Linked DNA regions of Mus musculus: region 2 is linked to region 1. The links are chromatin contacts, called in public Micro-C maps. All regions are on one chromosome and are shown on one strand. The core of a region is the stretch at or near the end of the contact, and the rest is flanking DNA. Distances in the headings are between cores, read along the strand shown. Region 1 holds the start of Litaf (LPS-induced TN factor). Region 2 holds the start of Socs1 (suppressor of cytokine signaling 1).

Region 1 (4,400 bases), core at 311-2,810:
CGTTATTACACATAAGCACACATGCACAGATGCGTGTAGACAGGCCAGAGGCCAATGTCACATGACTTTTTCAATTGTTCTCTGTGTTTATTTTTTTAATTAAAAAAAATTTAAGGGAGAGCTTGAACCCAGTCTGTATCCCAACTACTCGTCCCATACCACACATTAAGCATTTGAGGTACCCATGTTTGGGGAAACCCTAGGAACAGCATGTGAGGAATACAATGGATAAGCCTCACCCAGGGAAAAGCAATTACATGACCATAATATGGTATTTCCTTTGCCAGGTGTGCTCCATTATACTTTTTGGTATAGAATCTCAATTGAACCAAGGCTCTCCAGTTCTGTAGTCTGGCTGCCAGCAAACAACAGGGATCTTCCTATCTCTCCCATCCCAGCACCGAAATTACAGAGGAGGATTTAGGAGGCAGGGCCTATCTGCTAAGGGTGGCCATTGAAGGTTAACTCTATTCCTTGTCTCTGATCACTCCCTCTTCTCCAGCCTGGTCTACTGTAATGTGAGTAGCATCGGCATAGCTTCAGCTGCCATAATCTCAACAGCTTTGCCAAATCTTTCCCACGGAGATGGACTGAAACCCTCTCACACTGTGACCCAAAATAAACCTTTTCTTCCTGCAGCCTTTTCTGTCTGCTACTGTGCTCACATTAAAGCAAGGGGATAAAATGTAAGCCATGCATGGTAACATACACTTTTAGCCTCAGCACTAAGGAGACAGAAGCAAGCAGATCTCTGTGAATTCAAGGCCGGGTGGGGCTACACAGTGAAACACTACTGTGAGCTTGTGTGCGCTCACGTGTGCGTGCACCCCCCCACCCCCCCCACACATGTACGTTGTAAGAATGTTTTTTTTTTTTTGTATGTGTGGGATGAGTTGAGACAGGGTCTCATTGTGTATCTGAGGTTGGCTTCAAACTTCCTATGTCTCTCAGATTAGCCACATTTTTTTTGAGAAACTGTTCAGCCGTAAAATGTGCTGGGCTTGTGGCACTATACTCATTTATGGGCCGCTGGGTATGAACCCTGTTTTCATGCATGCTAATGTTAGCCCTCTAACAGCTGAACTGCAGTCTGGCTAGTTTTTGTTTTTTTGAGACTGGTCTCACTATAAAGCCTTAGCTTGCCTGGAACTGTTTTAGATCAGGCCGATCTTGAATATACGCCTCTACCCTCAGTACTGTTCATCATATAATTTTATTCAAATTATAAACTTTCATCAGCTACATAACATACAAATGTTGTCTCCCATTCTGTAGGTTGTCTTTATGCCTTGACTTTGGTGGAGGTGTAGTTGTGGCTGTTAGAAACAAAGAATAATCTCTCCCCTCCCTCTCCCAGGCCTCGCGGCTCCAGAGTCCGCCTCCCGCCCGACCTTTTGGCCCCGCCTCCGCGCGCCCCGCCTCTCGCCAGCCCACTCAGGTCGTAGCTTCATCCCTACTCCTCCTGCCTCAAGGCTGTTACTCCTCCCCTCCTAGACCCCACCCCATCTGGCCCTTTCCAGCAAGCCACGCCCCGAAACATCTCCGCCCCCGGCTCGCCCTGCCTCCCCGGAGCCCTCCCGGCCCGCGCGCGCGGCCAGAGCAGACCTCCCGGCTCGACTGGCGGCGCGGGCAGCGGTGAGTGCGGCCCTGCTGGGTGCCCGGTGGGGAACACCAGATTCGGGGCGCTGGGCACGGGGCGGCAACAGAGGCGAGGGTCGGGCTTTGCCACCTGCCTAGAGTCCCGGGGCACCGCGCTCTCCTTGGGGGGCGAGCAGGGATGTCGTGGGACCCGGGGTGGCGCGCTCTGGGCGGGATTGAGGGCGAGGGGTCCCAGCAGTGCGGTTGTGTTTGGTTCTCAGTCTCGGACTACCCAGCTTCCGTCCGAACCTCACCAAATGATGCCCCTCGGGCTTATAGGAAAAGGCGCGACTTTCTCTAGTAACCTTTAGTATCTAAGTTGCGATTTGGAGAACGCCCCTGTGTGTACTCTGAAAGCAAAAGCGAATAGAGAAAAAGTAGAGTAACTTTCCAGATGCTCTTTAGCTGTTCCGGGCCCACGCGTCTTTTGCTCTTATCCCTGTGAGTTTCACACGGGTTCCCAGACCGGTGCGAGCGTATCGGAGAGCAGGGGAACTTCAGGATCGCGGAGTCTAGAGCCCAGGCGAAGGAGGACGTGACCCCCGCCTGTCCTGCCAGCCCAGTTCTTACTTCCCAGTGGTTTCCAGGTCCGTGTGGGTCTAGACGGTGCTTTTGATCGTCATTCGGTATCGTGCCCCCAGCTTTCCGTTGAGGTTTAAGAGGAAGAGGTGAGGAGAGCATGGGTGTGTTTTAGAAAGGGTCGTTTGGACATTCCCTACCTAATACTTTGTCGGGTTTGTGCTTCCGGAGAGTGAAGCTGATGTCATTCTCTGTTGGACTGAGCGGTAGTCATTGGGAAATAGTTTGTGGAAGTCACGGGGCTCTCTAAGCTCATCCCCTTTTTGCTGTTTTGAGACGGTCTTAGATAGTCCAGGCTAGCATCCCAACTCCATATGTAGCTGAGGCTGGTCCTGGACTTTTCTGCCTCCACAGTGTTGAAATTACAGGGTTGTGCCACTGAGCCGCTCCTCCAGCCTTTTCTGAATTAAACCGTCCTCCCCTGAGTGAGCTGAAGCTGGTTCAGGGACTCCTGGACTCCATATTGGAGTCCTTTGAAGGAAAATCATTTCTACCACTAGGTGCTTGCCTCCTCTTCTGCCCTCCGCTCCAGCCTTCTCAGATTGGCTCTTTTAAAGTAGAACTAATGCAGAGAGAAAGGAGCTGAGTGGTATCACTAATTCCTCCAGCGATTGGCTTTATCAGTTGGATCAGGATCCAGAGGGTGTGTCGCTTGCCTTGCCTGACCTAGAATAACACCCATACTTCATCTTCTCAGCCAATCCTTGTTCTGCCTTCTAAAGGTGTTCAGGCCAGCTCAGAAATATTTGTTGTAGATCTACTTACTGTGGGAGAGGCCCATTGTCCTCCTTCCTATTCCACTAAAGGCATTAATAATGAATGGTTTTATTCCTGCCTGAAAAAATATCCTTATGATAGTTTACTGAATCAAGTGACACAGTGATTGGTATCAGATCCACCCAGTGTCTTGAGTCTCTAAGATACTAGACTCCCTAGATAGTAGCTCCCTTCCTTTGGCGGATACATTCCTTTGTCCATCAATACTTTTATGGCCTGGCCGTAGGAGGGGAAAGGGCTACCCCTTGTCCTTTGAAAATGCTGAAAAAATGGCTCCTGGCCCTAAGTGGCTTATGCTATGGGCGAAAAGCAGGCGTGCTGTTGAAAAGTTCAGAGCTTAGCTCAGAATCCCAGCTTAGGCAATTGGGAGATGTTCCTAGACAGGGAAAGTTGTATGGGAAAGCTGAGGTCTGAGCACACTGCACATAAGCAGAAAGGTCTCAGCAGAGCTGCAGCAGAGGTGTAGACAAGTGCAGGATGGAACACAGTAAGAGCAAAACCTGCTGAGTGGAAGGGGCTGGCCATAGGCAGTTCCTGCTTTCCTGCCTTCCATTTAACCCAGTCATTCCTACTGATGTCGGCCTCACGCTGAAGTGAGAATGGGCAGAACCCCTCCCCCCACTTCAAGTTTTCCTGCAAATTTCCCTGAAGCTCTGGTGAGGGTGGAAAGTAGGAGGAAGCCCTGGAGTCTTGGCACCAGTCATTTGTATTTTGTTTGTTTTGGCTTTCTGCTGCCATGAAAATGGCCCCGGGAACCAGGTGGCTTATATCCACAGGTAAACAGACCCTGCTCTGTGTGTCGGTCTCTGCCATTTGGCCACCCATGGCTGGCTCTGAACTTGAGTGGTGTTTACCCACTGTGGAATTGGAGTTTGAGGTCAAGTGCTGCTTCTGGGGTCCTCATAACTTTGTTTTATTGTTGAGCATTTCAGTCTGGATAGTGATGACAGCATTAGACTCACTGAGAGTGTCACTTGACTACAGGTCTTTGAGAATTGTGTGTTATTTTGTTAAGTTTGTAGACAAGAAGGTATGGCCCCTGTCTCAACATCCTAAGACTCACATCCAAAATGCCTTCAACAAAAGACACATTAGAACAAAGACATTGAAACACAATTTGTTTGTACACAGATGGTGGGGCTGAAGCCAGTCTTTTTGCTCAATCTTTTTTGTTGTTGTTGTTGTTGTTTTTTGTTTGTTTGTTTGTTTTTTCGAGACAGGGTTTCTCTGTATAGCCCTGGCTGTCCTGGAGCTCACTTTGTAGACCAGGCTGGCCTCGAACTCAGAAATCCGCCTGCCTCTGCCTCCCGAGTGCTGGGATTAAAGGCGTGTGCCACCACACCCGGCTTTGCTCAATCTTTTTGGCCCTCTGTAAATTTCATTCTCCTGGAGATGGGGCAGGACTC
Region 2 (4,441 bases), core at 1,421-3,920, 210 kb after region 1:
TTACCTGAGCAACACGCACTCAATTGCTTTCCAGATGGAGTGGAATGGACTGGGGGGAGTGGAGGGGGAGCAGACAGGTATTAAAGGTCCTTTTTCCATTCCTGTCTTTTAGGGCGAAGATACAAGTGACGCACTCCAGGATGTTCCTGTGTCCATTTGATCCCAAAATGAGATAGCCATCACTAGGGGACTGTTGGGATGATGTCACAGGAACATGTCACTGCAGCAATTTCTATGCAACATGGATTAAAGCTTGTACCCTGGAAGACTAGTCTTGAGTCAGCAGCTTTTTAAAAAAAAAAAAAACAAAAACAAAAAAAAAATGTATGTGTACACTGTCGCTGTCTCCAGACACACCAGGAGAGGGCATCAGATTCCATTACAGATGGCTGTGAGCCACCATGTGGTTGCTAGGAATTGAACTCAGGACCTCTGGTAGAGCCGTCAGTGCTTTTAACCGCCCGGCCATCTCTCCAGCCTGAGTCAGCAGTTTTAATTTTTTTAAATAAAGCATTCCTATCCACAAGGGATGCTTGCACGCAAGTGTACACAGCAGACATGACAGCAAGGCAACATTGCTTGGCTAACGGACCAAGTTCAGGGAACTGAACTTCCCAGAGCTTTCCCAGAAGTGGGACAGGCTATCTACCTCACCGCACAATCTCCCAGTCCCTCCCTCTCCCATCTGCGTTGACACTTTCAAAATCACACAGGGGCAGTGGGCAGTACTTCCCAGCAGGACACTGTGAATGCTGGAAAAAGGTGGCTTGCAGGCTAGGCTATGGAACCACGTTTTGCATCCAAGCCTGCAGGACCCTACAATGGCAGCCACTGTACAGTGGGTACTGGGCTCTCTGGACCCCTGGGGGTGGGTCAGGAAGCAGCTATACAGCTCAGCATGTTTCTTTTTCACAACTTTTAGAAACTGAAACCAAGTTGTCCAAAGACAGCTTGACTTGCCCTGTACTTTAGATGGAAGGAAGGCAATCAGATCCCTGGCATATATACTAAAGACTGCATCACTGGAATGTGATGGATGGGAGAGGGCTAGCCAGGGGCAGGGCGAGAGGACACACCCTCTGACTGAGGAGGAGGGGAGATTTCCTGAGAGCAGGCAGAGGTGGAGGCCTGGAGTCCTCTATTTATAGGGTTCTTCTGAAAAGGTCTGCCAAGAGCTTGGCAGGGAGGCAGGCCTGCAGGAGCCAGCCCAGCCTTGTCACCCACCTCAGCACCAATAAGCCTGCCAAGTCCCAAGGGGATACTGTACCCCAAGAGGTTTTCCTCACTTTGCCTGGGCTGGAAGCACAGTTTGGGGATGGAGTTCACCAACCCCAGTACTACTAAAATAGGCTGGTACAAGGCCCTGTGTTTAGTCCCCAGCACTGCAAACAAGCATCCGTGATGCTTGCCAGACCAGAAAGACCTGAAGGCCAGTCTAGGCTGAGACGCGCTAGAGGGAGGCAGTGCTACAAACCCAGCCTTTATCGCCCACCAAGGGTTAGACTGACCATGGCTGCACCACAACCACAGCCACACAAATTCAAGCACCACAAGATAAGTTTGGTTGTGCTTAGGATGAAATATGGCGCTCTGTGCTCTGTCTGGGGAGACCAGGACTTGGCCTCAGAGCTTCAGAGGAGCCGCCTGACAGCTAACAGAGAAACCTGTAGAGGGCAGTGTGCGTCACTGTGAGCACAGGGAAGCCTGCACGCGAACCTCATCCGCCTTCATTCATAAACATCGTCAGCCAGGCACCCACTCCTGGCCTTTCAGGACAAACTGAATCACGAAACCACACAGTGTCCTAATGATAGGTCTGACTGCCTGGATCCTAAGCCAAGGTGTGCTCGGGGCCCCTTGTACAGGCAGATGCTTGCTGGAGTCTTGACCAAAAGTTTGGGGATTACAGCTTTTTTTGGAATCACAGCCCCGCCCGGGGCCTCAGTTTCTCCGGCTGCCCACGTAGTAAGAGTGCAGAGAGTGAGTCCAGGCCCCTGGGAACCCAGCCCAACCCCGCCCGGTTTCCGAGGAACTAGGCCGGGAGCGGGGGCGCCCCTCCCGCACCGCCTTAGGCTTCCTTTGAAGCCTCTGCGGTCAGGCCACCGCTTCCTGGGAAGCCCAAGCCAAGGCCAGGCCGAATGGCCAACGGGAGGGGCCCGCACGCGGCTCTGGAGGAGGGCGGCGGCCCCACAGGTCTCTAGGACTAGCTAGCCGGGTTCCAAGAAGGGTCGAGATTGCCAAGGCCTTCGGGTCCTGGGCAGGAAGGACCCTGGCAGGGAGGAGCTGCTTGGGGAGCACAGGGTCCAGGCGAGGCGGAGCCCTAACCAGAAGAATGCAGACACCCGGAGGGGAGGAGGCGTGTCAGCCCCGCGCTAGCATCCCACACGGCGGGCTGCGATTTGGGGCGAAGGTAGAGCAAAAGAGCGGGCACCAAGTCCTAAGCACCCCAGGCACGGAACACAAGATTCCGGTTGGAGCCGGAACCCCAGAGGTCCCAATGTGGGAAGGTGCGAGGCGAAACCAAGTTAGAGGAACCGTCTCCAGGGAGAGCCTCAGGAGTCTAGAGAGAACCCGAAAGACTTGCCGGAAAGAGAAACCGAAAGCGGGGGTGGGCTGGACCTGTGGGCGGGGCCTGCCTGGTTTAAGAGCCTGATGCAGGGGCGGGCAGCAGCAGAGAGAACTGCGGCCGTGGCAGCGGCACGGCTCCCAGCCCCGGAGCATGCGCGACAGCCGCCCCGGAGCCCCCAGCCGCGGCTCCCCGCGTCCTGCCGCCAGGTGAGCCAAGGCAGCTGCGAGGGAGCAGGCGGGAGGGGATGGGAGGTGATGGGAGCAGAGCCCGGCAGGACTAACCTCGCAGACTGTATGGCAGGGTCGAGGATGCCACGCCTCTGGCGCCCCCCCACCCCCGCCCCGGCTCCCCCAGGAGGCCCCTCGCTCGAGCGGGGCGCCGTCAGCCCCTCCTCTCCGGCCCTGAGCCCTGATCCTCCGCCCGGGTTCCAGTCCCCGGCGTGGCCAGTAGGCGGCAGCCGCGAGGCGACTAGCCACCAGCGGGGACGGCCGGGAGTCGGGCCCCTCTCCACGCCCCCTTCTCCACGCGCGCGGGGAGGCAGGGCTCCACCGCCAGTCTGGAAGGGTTCCGCATACAGGAACGGCCTACTTCGCAGATGAGCCCACCGAGGCTCAAGCTCCGGGCGGATTCTGCGTGCCGCTCTCGCTCCTTGGGGTCTGTTGGCCGGCCTGTGCCACCCGGACGCCCGGCTCACTGCCTCTGTCTCCCCCATCAGCGCAGCCCCGGACGCTATGGCCCACCCCTCCAGCTGGCCCCTCGAGTAGGATGGTAGCACGCAACCAGGTGGCAGCCGACAATGCGATCTCCCCGGCAGCAGAGCCCCGACGGCGGTCAGAGCCCTCCTCGTCCTCGTCTTCGTCCTCGCCAGCGGCCCCCGTGCGTCCCCGGCCCTGCCCGGCGGTCCCAGCCCCAGCCCCTGGCGACACTCACTTCCGCACCTTCCGCTCCCACTCCGATTACCGGCGCATCACGCGGACCAGCGCGCTCCTGGACGCCTGCGGCTTCTATTGGGGACCCCTGAGCGTGCACGGGGCGCACGAGCGGCTGCGTGCCGAGCCCGTGGGCACCTTCTTGGTGCGCGACAGTCGCCAACGGAACTGCTTCTTCGCGCTCAGCGTGAAGATGGCTTCGGGCCCCACGAGCATCCGCGTGCACTTCCAGGCCGGCCGCTTCCACTTGGACGGCAGCCGCGAGACCTTCGACTGCCTTTTCGAGCTGCTGGAGCACTACGTGGCGGCGCCGCGCCGCATGTTGGGGGCCCCGCTGCGCCAGCGCCGCGTGCGGCCGCTGCAGGAGCTGTGTCGCCAGCGCATCGTGGCCGCCGTGGGTCGCGAGAACCTGGCGCGCATCCCTCTTAACCCGGTACTCCGTGACTACCTGAGTTCCTTCCCCTTCCAGATCTGACCGGCTGCCGCTGTGCCGCAGCATTAAGTGGGGGCGCCTTATTATTTCTTATTATTAATTATTATTATTTTTCTGGAACCACGTGGGAGCCCTCCCCGCCTGGGTCGGAGGGAGTGGTTGTGGAGGGTGAGATGCCTCCCACTTCTGGCTGGAGACCTCATCCCACCTCTCAGGGGTGGGGGTGCTCCCCTCCTGGTGCTCCCTCCGGGTCCCCCCTGGTTGTAGCAGCTTGTGTCTGGGGCCAGGACCTGAATTCCACTCCTACCTCTCCATGTTTACATATTCCCAGTATCTTTGCACAAACCAGGGGTCGGGGAGGGTCTCTGGCTTCATTTTTCTGCTGTGCAGAATATCCTATTTTATATTTTTACAGCCAGTTTAGGTAATAAACTTTATTATGAAAGTTTTTTTTTAAAAGAAACAAAGATTCCTAGAGCGTATGCTTTGGCCAAACGTCCTGGGTTGGGA

Evidence for each region. Hi-C and Micro-C count contacts between places; a contact is called where the count stands out from the background.
Region 2: a contact with region 1 is called in a Micro-C map of embryonic stem cells, with 3 times the contacts expected there. The contact joins the promoter of Socs1 here to the promoter of Litaf in region 1. A contact is called at or near these places in 11 of 39 promoter capture datasets (the 3T3-L1 cell line, 3T3-L1-derived adipocytes, cranial neural crest and 6 more), 1 of 15 datasets of contacts at CTCF or cohesin (the NIH/3T3 cell line), 7 of 484 Hi-C or Micro-C datasets (the Ba/F3 cell line, bone marrow-derived macrophages, embryonic stem cells and 1 more), 2 of 115 datasets of contacts at active chromatin or transcription factors (effector CD8 T cells and pancreatic cancer cells) and 4 of 9 other capture datasets (adipose tissue, embryonic stem cells, liver and 1 more).

Annotation. Positions count from the first base shown.
Region 1 is chr16:10,990,281-10,994,680 of GRCm38.p6, reverse strand. It overlaps Litaf (LPS-induced TN factor), which reads left to right and starts at 1,560. Exons shown (of 4, transcript NM_019980.2): 1 at 1,560-1,635.
Region 2 is chr16:10,783,765-10,788,205 of GRCm38.p6, reverse strand. Socs1 (suppressor of cytokine signaling 1) reads left to right here and starts at 2,670. Exons shown (of 2, transcript NM_009896.2): 1 at 2,670-2,775; 2 at 3,285-4,398. The coding sequence starts at 3,335. The coding sequence ends at 3,973. Tnp2 (transition protein 2) reads left to right here. Exons shown (of 2, transcript NM_013694.4): 2 at 113-271. The coding sequence ends at 129.